Linked DNA regions of Mus musculus: region 1 is linked to region 2. The links are chromatin contacts, called in public Hi-C maps. All regions are on one chromosome and are shown on one strand. The core of a region is the stretch at or near the end of the contact, and the rest is flanking DNA. Distances in the headings are between cores, read along the strand shown. Region 1 holds the start of Aqp1 (aquaporin 1). Region 2 overlaps Mindy4 (MINDY lysine 48 deubiquitinase 4).

Evidence for each region. A called contact is a pair of places that touch in the nucleus more often than the background predicts.
Region 1: a contact with region 2 is called in a Hi-C map of uterus, with 2.0 times the contacts expected there. The contact joins the promoter of Aqp1 here to the enhancer-like site in region 2. A contact is called at or near these places in 2 of 39 promoter capture datasets (embryonic stem cells and hematopoietic stem and progenitor cells), 8 of 484 Hi-C or Micro-C datasets (liver, nephron progenitors, psoas muscle and 2 more), 3 of 115 datasets of contacts at active chromatin or transcription factors (cardiomyocytes, embryonic stem cells and liver) and 1 of 9 other capture datasets (adipose tissue).

The regions. Positions count from the first base shown.
Region 1 is chr6:55,334,617-55,337,807 of GRCm38.p6, forward strand. Aqp1 (aquaporin 1) reads left to right here and starts at 1,683. Exons shown (of 4, transcript NM_007472.2): 1 at 1,683-2,258. The coding sequence starts at 1,875.
Region 2 is chr6:55,293,010-55,296,454 of GRCm38.p6, forward strand. All of the region lies in intron 13 of Mindy4 (MINDY lysine 48 deubiquitinase 4), which reads left to right. Among named protein-coding and RNA genes, the nearest start is that of Gm38819, 34 kb to the right of the region's middle. Within about 2 kb of position 1,607, at least 49 of the 459 cell types and tissues checked have an H3K27ac peak or open chromatin away from gene starts, as enhancers often do. A contact at or near this core is called in adipose tissue and uterus, where this site is marked.

The DNA of each region.
Region 1 (3,191 bases), core at 433-2,932, 42 kb after region 2:
AGTTCCTTGAGGGGGCTGTGTCCCTGGGAAACCTCTCAGAATATAGGATGTGGTAGAGCTTCCAGGAAGTGCCTGCTCCATCATCCTGACTGCCTCTCTAGAGGGTTAATAAGTCTTTGATTGCATCCAGCTGCCAAGCAGCCACTACACCACCTTTCTACTCAGAGCCACTCCTCCTGGCCTTCTAAGTGTTTAGGTGTGTGGTGGTAAATTACTTCCCAACCAGCCACCTGCTCCCATCAAACATAGCATGGGATTTCTGTAGGTCACATCTGGTTCCAGGACTGTGGCTGAATACAACCTGGCCCTTGAGGGACAATGTCATTCTCTGTAGGATAGAAGGTGCTTGGCCCTATCTTGACAGATGTCAGACTCAAAGACATTTCTTCTTTCTCAGTGAGTGTTGTTTTTCCACCTCTGATGGGTAAGAAGCCAATGATTCTGATAAGGACTAAGATGGAAAGAGAGGGACCAATCATAACAGGTCCTACCTTGTGGCCACAGAGAGAGCCTCCCTATGGGCCTGGTATACCTTCCAGCACACTCAAACAGTAGGCAAGTGACCGACCAGTTCTCTGGTCCTTTACTCGGGATTTTGGGGGTACACAGGAAACATGGTGGGTGCTTTGTCTGCCCCCACCTCCTCTCCACCCCTCCTGGTGTTGGAAAGTGCCTCTGGTCTCCCTTACCTTCCTCTCTCCTCTTTCTCTATCTAGATTCTTGTCCGGCCTATGTCTCCTCTGCTCCGTTTGTCTCTTCCTGTTTCTGACGTGCTGTTTTTTCCTGTGATGCTAGTGACTGAATCCAGTGCCCAGTTGAATATTGTATGCGTGAGCACATCCATAGCCTGGCCGCTGTCTCCTGCAAGGCTGGAAACCTCTTCCACTTTCCACCATCACTCGGATAATGCTTCCTGTTGCTCTGCCTATCATCCCATCACTGCATCTGTCTCTTAGCCCCAGCCCATGTCTCCCATTCGCTCCTTTTCAGGTCCAGCTGTCATTCCTTCCATCTCTTCAGTGACCTGCTAGCTACTTTATCTATTAGAGAAAAAAAAAAAGCCTAAGCAACATTATCTTCCCCACCCCCTCTCAAATCATGGCCTCAAATTGTTTTAAGTTTGAGGAATTGGGGGAGTTTTCCAGCAACCTTGCTTGGCTAAGGTCTGCCATTGTCTAAAGAATGATAGGTGGCTCCCAGAAAGCTTCTCTACTCCCATCAATGAGGCCCGGGGGGCGAGGACACATCCCCAAAGTGACATGCAGCTGCTTGGCCCAGGCCAGGACATTGGAGGCCAGACTGGCCCACAGATTTCTCAGCCTGAGAACTTCAGATTACTAACTCTGCTCAGAGTGGGATGGGACAGGCAGGCAATTTCTGGTGCCACCTCCAGGGAGGGCAATGTCCGTCTGGGGAGTCCAGACAACCCCTATTCCCCACCCCTTCTAGAGTGCCAGCCTCTGCCCTCAGGCACCCTTGAGCTTTGCAGGCTGGGCGGGGACACCTGGATTTCTCTGGCCCCCTGAGAAGAGCCAGCTTGGAAGAATTTCCCAAAGCCTATTAGAGCAACGGTTGCCTCCTGCCTCCTTACGCTGGGCAGGGCCGAGGGCTGAGGCGGGTGGAGGGAGCAAGGGAGGGCAGGAGGGGGAGAGGAGGAAGGAAAAAGTTGGCAGGCAGACAGCAGAGCCCTGTCTGCATCCATCGCAGCGAGGAGGCTCGTGTGGTGTGGGGCGGGCCAGGAGCAAGGAGAGGCCTTCCTCCCTTTGTGCTCCCCCCACCCAGCCCTATAAATAGGCCCAGCCCAGGCTGTGGCTCAGCTCTTGGAGGGAGTTGAGCACCAGGCATCCAGCGGTTAAGTCGAGGTCCCTGCCAGCATGGCCAGTGAAATCAAGAAGAAGCTCTTCTGGAGGGCTGTGGTGGCTGAGTTCCTGGCCATGACCCTCTTCGTCTTCATCAGCATTGGTTCTGCCCTAGGCTTCAATTACCCACTGGAGAGAAACCAGACGCTGGTCCAGGACAACGTGAAGGTGTCGCTGGCCTTTGGTTTGAGCATCGCTACTCTGGCCCAAAGTGTGGGTCACATCAGCGGTGCTCACCTCAACCCTGCGGTCACACTGGGGCTCCTGCTCAGCTGTCAGATCAGCATCCTCCGGGCTGTCATGTACATCATCGCCCAGTGTGTGGGAGCCATCGTCGCCACGGCCATTCTCTCGGGCATCACCTCCTCCCTAGTCGACAATTCACTTGGCCGCAATGACGTGAGTGGGGTATCTTAGGCTTAGGGTGTCTGTAGGAGAAGACAGAGAGGGAGCTGGCTCCATTTGCCTACTGTACAAGGGGGATACTGAAGAACAGAGAGAAGGATGAAGGTTTCTGGAGTCATGCTGAGAACTGGGGCTAGAACTCAGTTGTACTGCATGGTCTCTTTGCTGGTTGGTGCTGTGAGAATGGAGGAGCTAGACAATATGGTTGTGCCAAAGTCCCCTGCAGAGTAGCTACTGCCAGGAATGAGCTGGAGGGGCAGCTAGGTGCATGCCAGCAGTTCCTCCCCTCTTCTGAGCTACCTGAGCAGTCACCTTCCCCCTTTGCAGTCCCGTGCACTAGGCAACCTCTACCTACTGTCCCGAGTACATTTTCTCCAGCTACCCAGTGTGTTTAAAGCCACTTCTGCAAGTGTCTGAGTGTGACTCTCTTGATAAGTTGCCTGGGCTTCTAATCGGCTTCTAATCCTTAGCCAGGTCCCCAAATCAACTTCCTCAGAAAGTCAGGAGACAGCCCCCTTTCCTCCCTCTACCCCCAATAATTAGACAAAGTTGAGAGAACAATACTCTCTCTGGAGCTTTGGGAGAGTTTTCTAGATACCAGTTCAGGAGAAGGGCTCAGCTCAGCAGTCCCTGGCCACTGAACCGTGGGGCATGCTGGCTTGTTGTGTGCGGAGGTGGAAGCGAAGGTGTGTGAGTGTCTGCTTGGGTCCTGAACTTGTGTAAGCTATTTTCACGTTGATGCTGTGTTGTTGGAGAGTGTGTAAGCACTTGTACCCATTGTTCCTGGCTTTAATGATAAGCAGACGCTGGCAACAGTACGTGGCGACTGCTCAACATAACTGTCTTTGGGCTACTCTACATGACTAAGTGGCCTCTGTGGTGGCTGCCTGGCCACTGACCTTTTCCAGTTTCTTAGCTAAGTGCCCA
Region 2 (3,445 bases), core at 357-2,856:
ACAGATCCTATCCTGTGTTGTCAGCTTGCTCCAGGGCAGAAGCACCAACTATTGTGAGATGTGTGTATGCCTCAGTCCTTGAATCTTGAATGGCATCCATTACTGGCTTGGACCCATCCTCTCCCAGAGCCTATCTTGAGCCTGTAGGGCTCTCTTGTTGTATTCTTTGCCTCTGGTCAGTGGTTTTAGGGACCTCCAGATGGTGAAGAGATTCAAGGGGCTTGGTTTTTGCTGGCCCTCCCAAGCAGTGCTCTCTGTTGCCTCTTGTCACTAGGTGACCCATAGTGCAGCTTCCTTGATCCTGACCCATTCCTCCCAAATGCTGAGATGTTGGGAGCAGTTACTGAGTCCCACCTACCAGGCCAGGTTAATGGAGGCTTTCCCACTGTGTGCTTCCTGGCATTGCAGTGTAGGAAAGCACAGTTTGCTGGAGGGACCTGAAGCATAGGACAGCTTCTGGCGAATAGCATGGCCATATGGATGGACCCTGGCCTCTTAGCTTTTGTAGCTCAAGATCCCAGTGGGAATTATGGAGCAAGCTAATCTTTGCCTTCAACATAGAAGCTCTGTCCTTGGCTTCTGTAAAGTGGACTTCTGCACAGAAGATTTTGTTAAAAGAGAGCTTTAAGTCTATAATGACATTGGAAGTCTCTTGTCCTAGTATCCTAGGCTGGTGCTAACAAGGCTGGGAACACACTGATGTAGTACACATACAGATGAACTGCATACAAAACCTTATTCTTATAACTGCAGGGTGGTGGGGCCAGGACCCACCTTCTGGCTTCATTTCAATATAAAGCACCCATTCAAAGGCCCTCACTTTCCCTAGATGCATATTGTGAGGGTCTCATAGGTTGTTGGGGCTTGAGTGTGTGTGTGTCTGTGTCTGTGTGTGTGTGTGTGTGTGTGTGTGTGTGTGTGTCTGTGTCTCTCTGTGTGTGTCTTTGTATGTGTATCTGTCTATGTGTGTGTCTGTGTGTCTGTGTGAGTGTATCTGTGTACATGTTACTATACTGAGTATTGAACTGAGAGCCTCACATTTATTGGACAAATGCTCTACCACTGAGCTAAACAATCCTTTTCAATTTTTAATTTTGAAACAGTCTTACTCTAACCCAGCTGACATTGGACTTCTTTCTTTTCCTTCTTTTTTCTTTTTAATTTTGTTTGTCAACTGCTTTGAGGTTATTTTTTAAGCTAGGATTTCTCTGGCCCTGGTTCTCGATCTGTAGATCAGGCTGGCCTTGAACTCAGAGATCTGCTTGCCTCTACCTTAATTGCTGGGATTAAAGGTGTGAACTGCAGCACCAGTTTGACCTTGGATTTTCAATCCTCCTGCCTCTGCTTCCTGAGTAACTGGGATTATAAACAGGTTTGCTTCTTCAGGCTGGGTTCAATGTAGGGATTTGGTGAGACATAATTTAGTCAAAGACCATTTTGCTCCAGAACGGGAGACTGAGGCCTAGGGAAGAAATGCTTGCAATTATCCCACAGCAGGCTGGCACTAGAACTCAGGGCTGAATCAGGCTTCTGTGTAAGCTGATCTCTTGTGTAGGCAATGCAGAGGAGGATGGCCTCTGACCAGCACTCCTCACACGTGGGCCTTGTCAGAACTCCCCAGGGGAGGACTGGGCATTGCCGGTTGCCAAAGTTGTAAATCTCTTAAGCCATAAGCTGCTCCTTGGCGTCTCCCGGGTGCCCTAATGTGAAATACACATGTCCCTCCCTTTTAACATCCAGGCAACTTCTGAATTTCCCATCGTGTTTGCACCTAAGGATGCAATTACCATTTCCTCCCATTGTCCGTTCTGCTAGTCCCTCTTCTCCCAGCTGACGCAGGCTTTCGAGCCCGCTGGGTGAACACGCGGCCGAGAGCTTATGAAGATCGGGCTGCTTCTGAAAGCCACAGGTGGCCGGCGGCCAGTGATGCTTATCAGTCCCCCCAGGACTGCTTTGAGGTTATTTTCTTCTCGTCAGAAGATGTTGTATATGCCACAGAGAACGTTTCCATCAATTCTTCTGCCTCAGCTAGCGCCAACCCAGCACTGTGCTTGCCGTGAGTCACCCCTTGCTGGCTCTCTCCCAGGCATGCTGGTCTGCTTCTAGTGGGCAAGACCTACAGACCTTCCCAGAGGACCCTGGGCTTTTGTGGTTCTTTACAGATCTCTGTGATTCTACCTGGAGCCTTATCTCCTGAGCACCACTTTCCCATTTGTCTATCAGGTATAAAACCGCAAACACACACACACACACACACACACACACACACACACACACACACACACATTTATTGGGGGGCGGGGGAAGTACGATGGAGTTTGAGTTTGTAATGTTATATGGGAAGGGAAGAGGAGTGTGCATTTTGGGGACCTTAGACTTGTAGCATCTATTGAGACCAGGTTCTTGCTTGTCTTTCACTAAATGGAAAAACAAATGACCAGTCGCTGAGCCCTTGCTGCCCTTGGCCCCAGCTCAGTGCTTCTTCTGGGTTGTGGATATAGTAAGCAGATCAGGCCCTGGGCATAGGGCCAGGTGGGCAGTGTGCATTCAGGTCTGTGTGTAGCCATGGAGGCCTAAGTTCCAGACTCTCTCACCTTACCATCTCTCAGTAGCCAAGTGTCTGAGCCTCTTTCCACATCTATTAAATAGATGTAGTCAATGTTTCTTGCTTGGGGGCCTTGTGATGTGTGTGGTCAGTGGCCATGGCTACTTTCCTGTGTGCTGGCCGACTGGCTCTGGGACACATAATTTTGGTGCATCAAGAGAGACTTACTTTAGGATGCCCAAAGGACCAGAATCCTATGGTAGGACTAAGGTGATGGCCGGAAGGGCTTCGAGGCTGCAGACTTGATGCTTCCTCCTGGCCAGCTCTCACCCATCAGCTTCCTCTCGGTGTACACCTGTTTCTCTGGTTTGGAGAATTTCTTTTGGTAAAGAGGCTCTTTACTCTGTGCTGTTTGAAGTTCTGTCCCAAGTACGGAGCCACAGAGGTAACAGGAAGAGGGTACCCAGGCCTTGGACACTAGCTGCCAAGGTTTCCCACTATCCCATCATCCATGAGTGAAGGACCTTTGGCAAGTCAGCTGTTTCTTTGAGACAGGGCTTTCTTTTGTCGGTAGGGAATCTTGGGAATGTGGTGTCCAAGACAAATCCTGTGCTCAGGTGGCAATGGCTGTTGTCACAGCCTCAAGCAGGCTTTCTATGGTAGGCTGACTTCTACTGCCAACAACTTCATACCATGGACACGGTCAGTTTTAAATGAGAAGTGTTTATTTTGGCTTATGGATCTGGGAGTTGAGGGTCTGGATCCCATGATGATCTTCTTGCTGGCAGGGCCCTGAGGAGGTACAGGGACCACACAAAAACAAAGGGAGAACATGCATGACTCCTCCATCTCCCTCCCTCCACCCCTCTCTCTTCTTTCCTTTTCCCCTCTCTCTCTTTC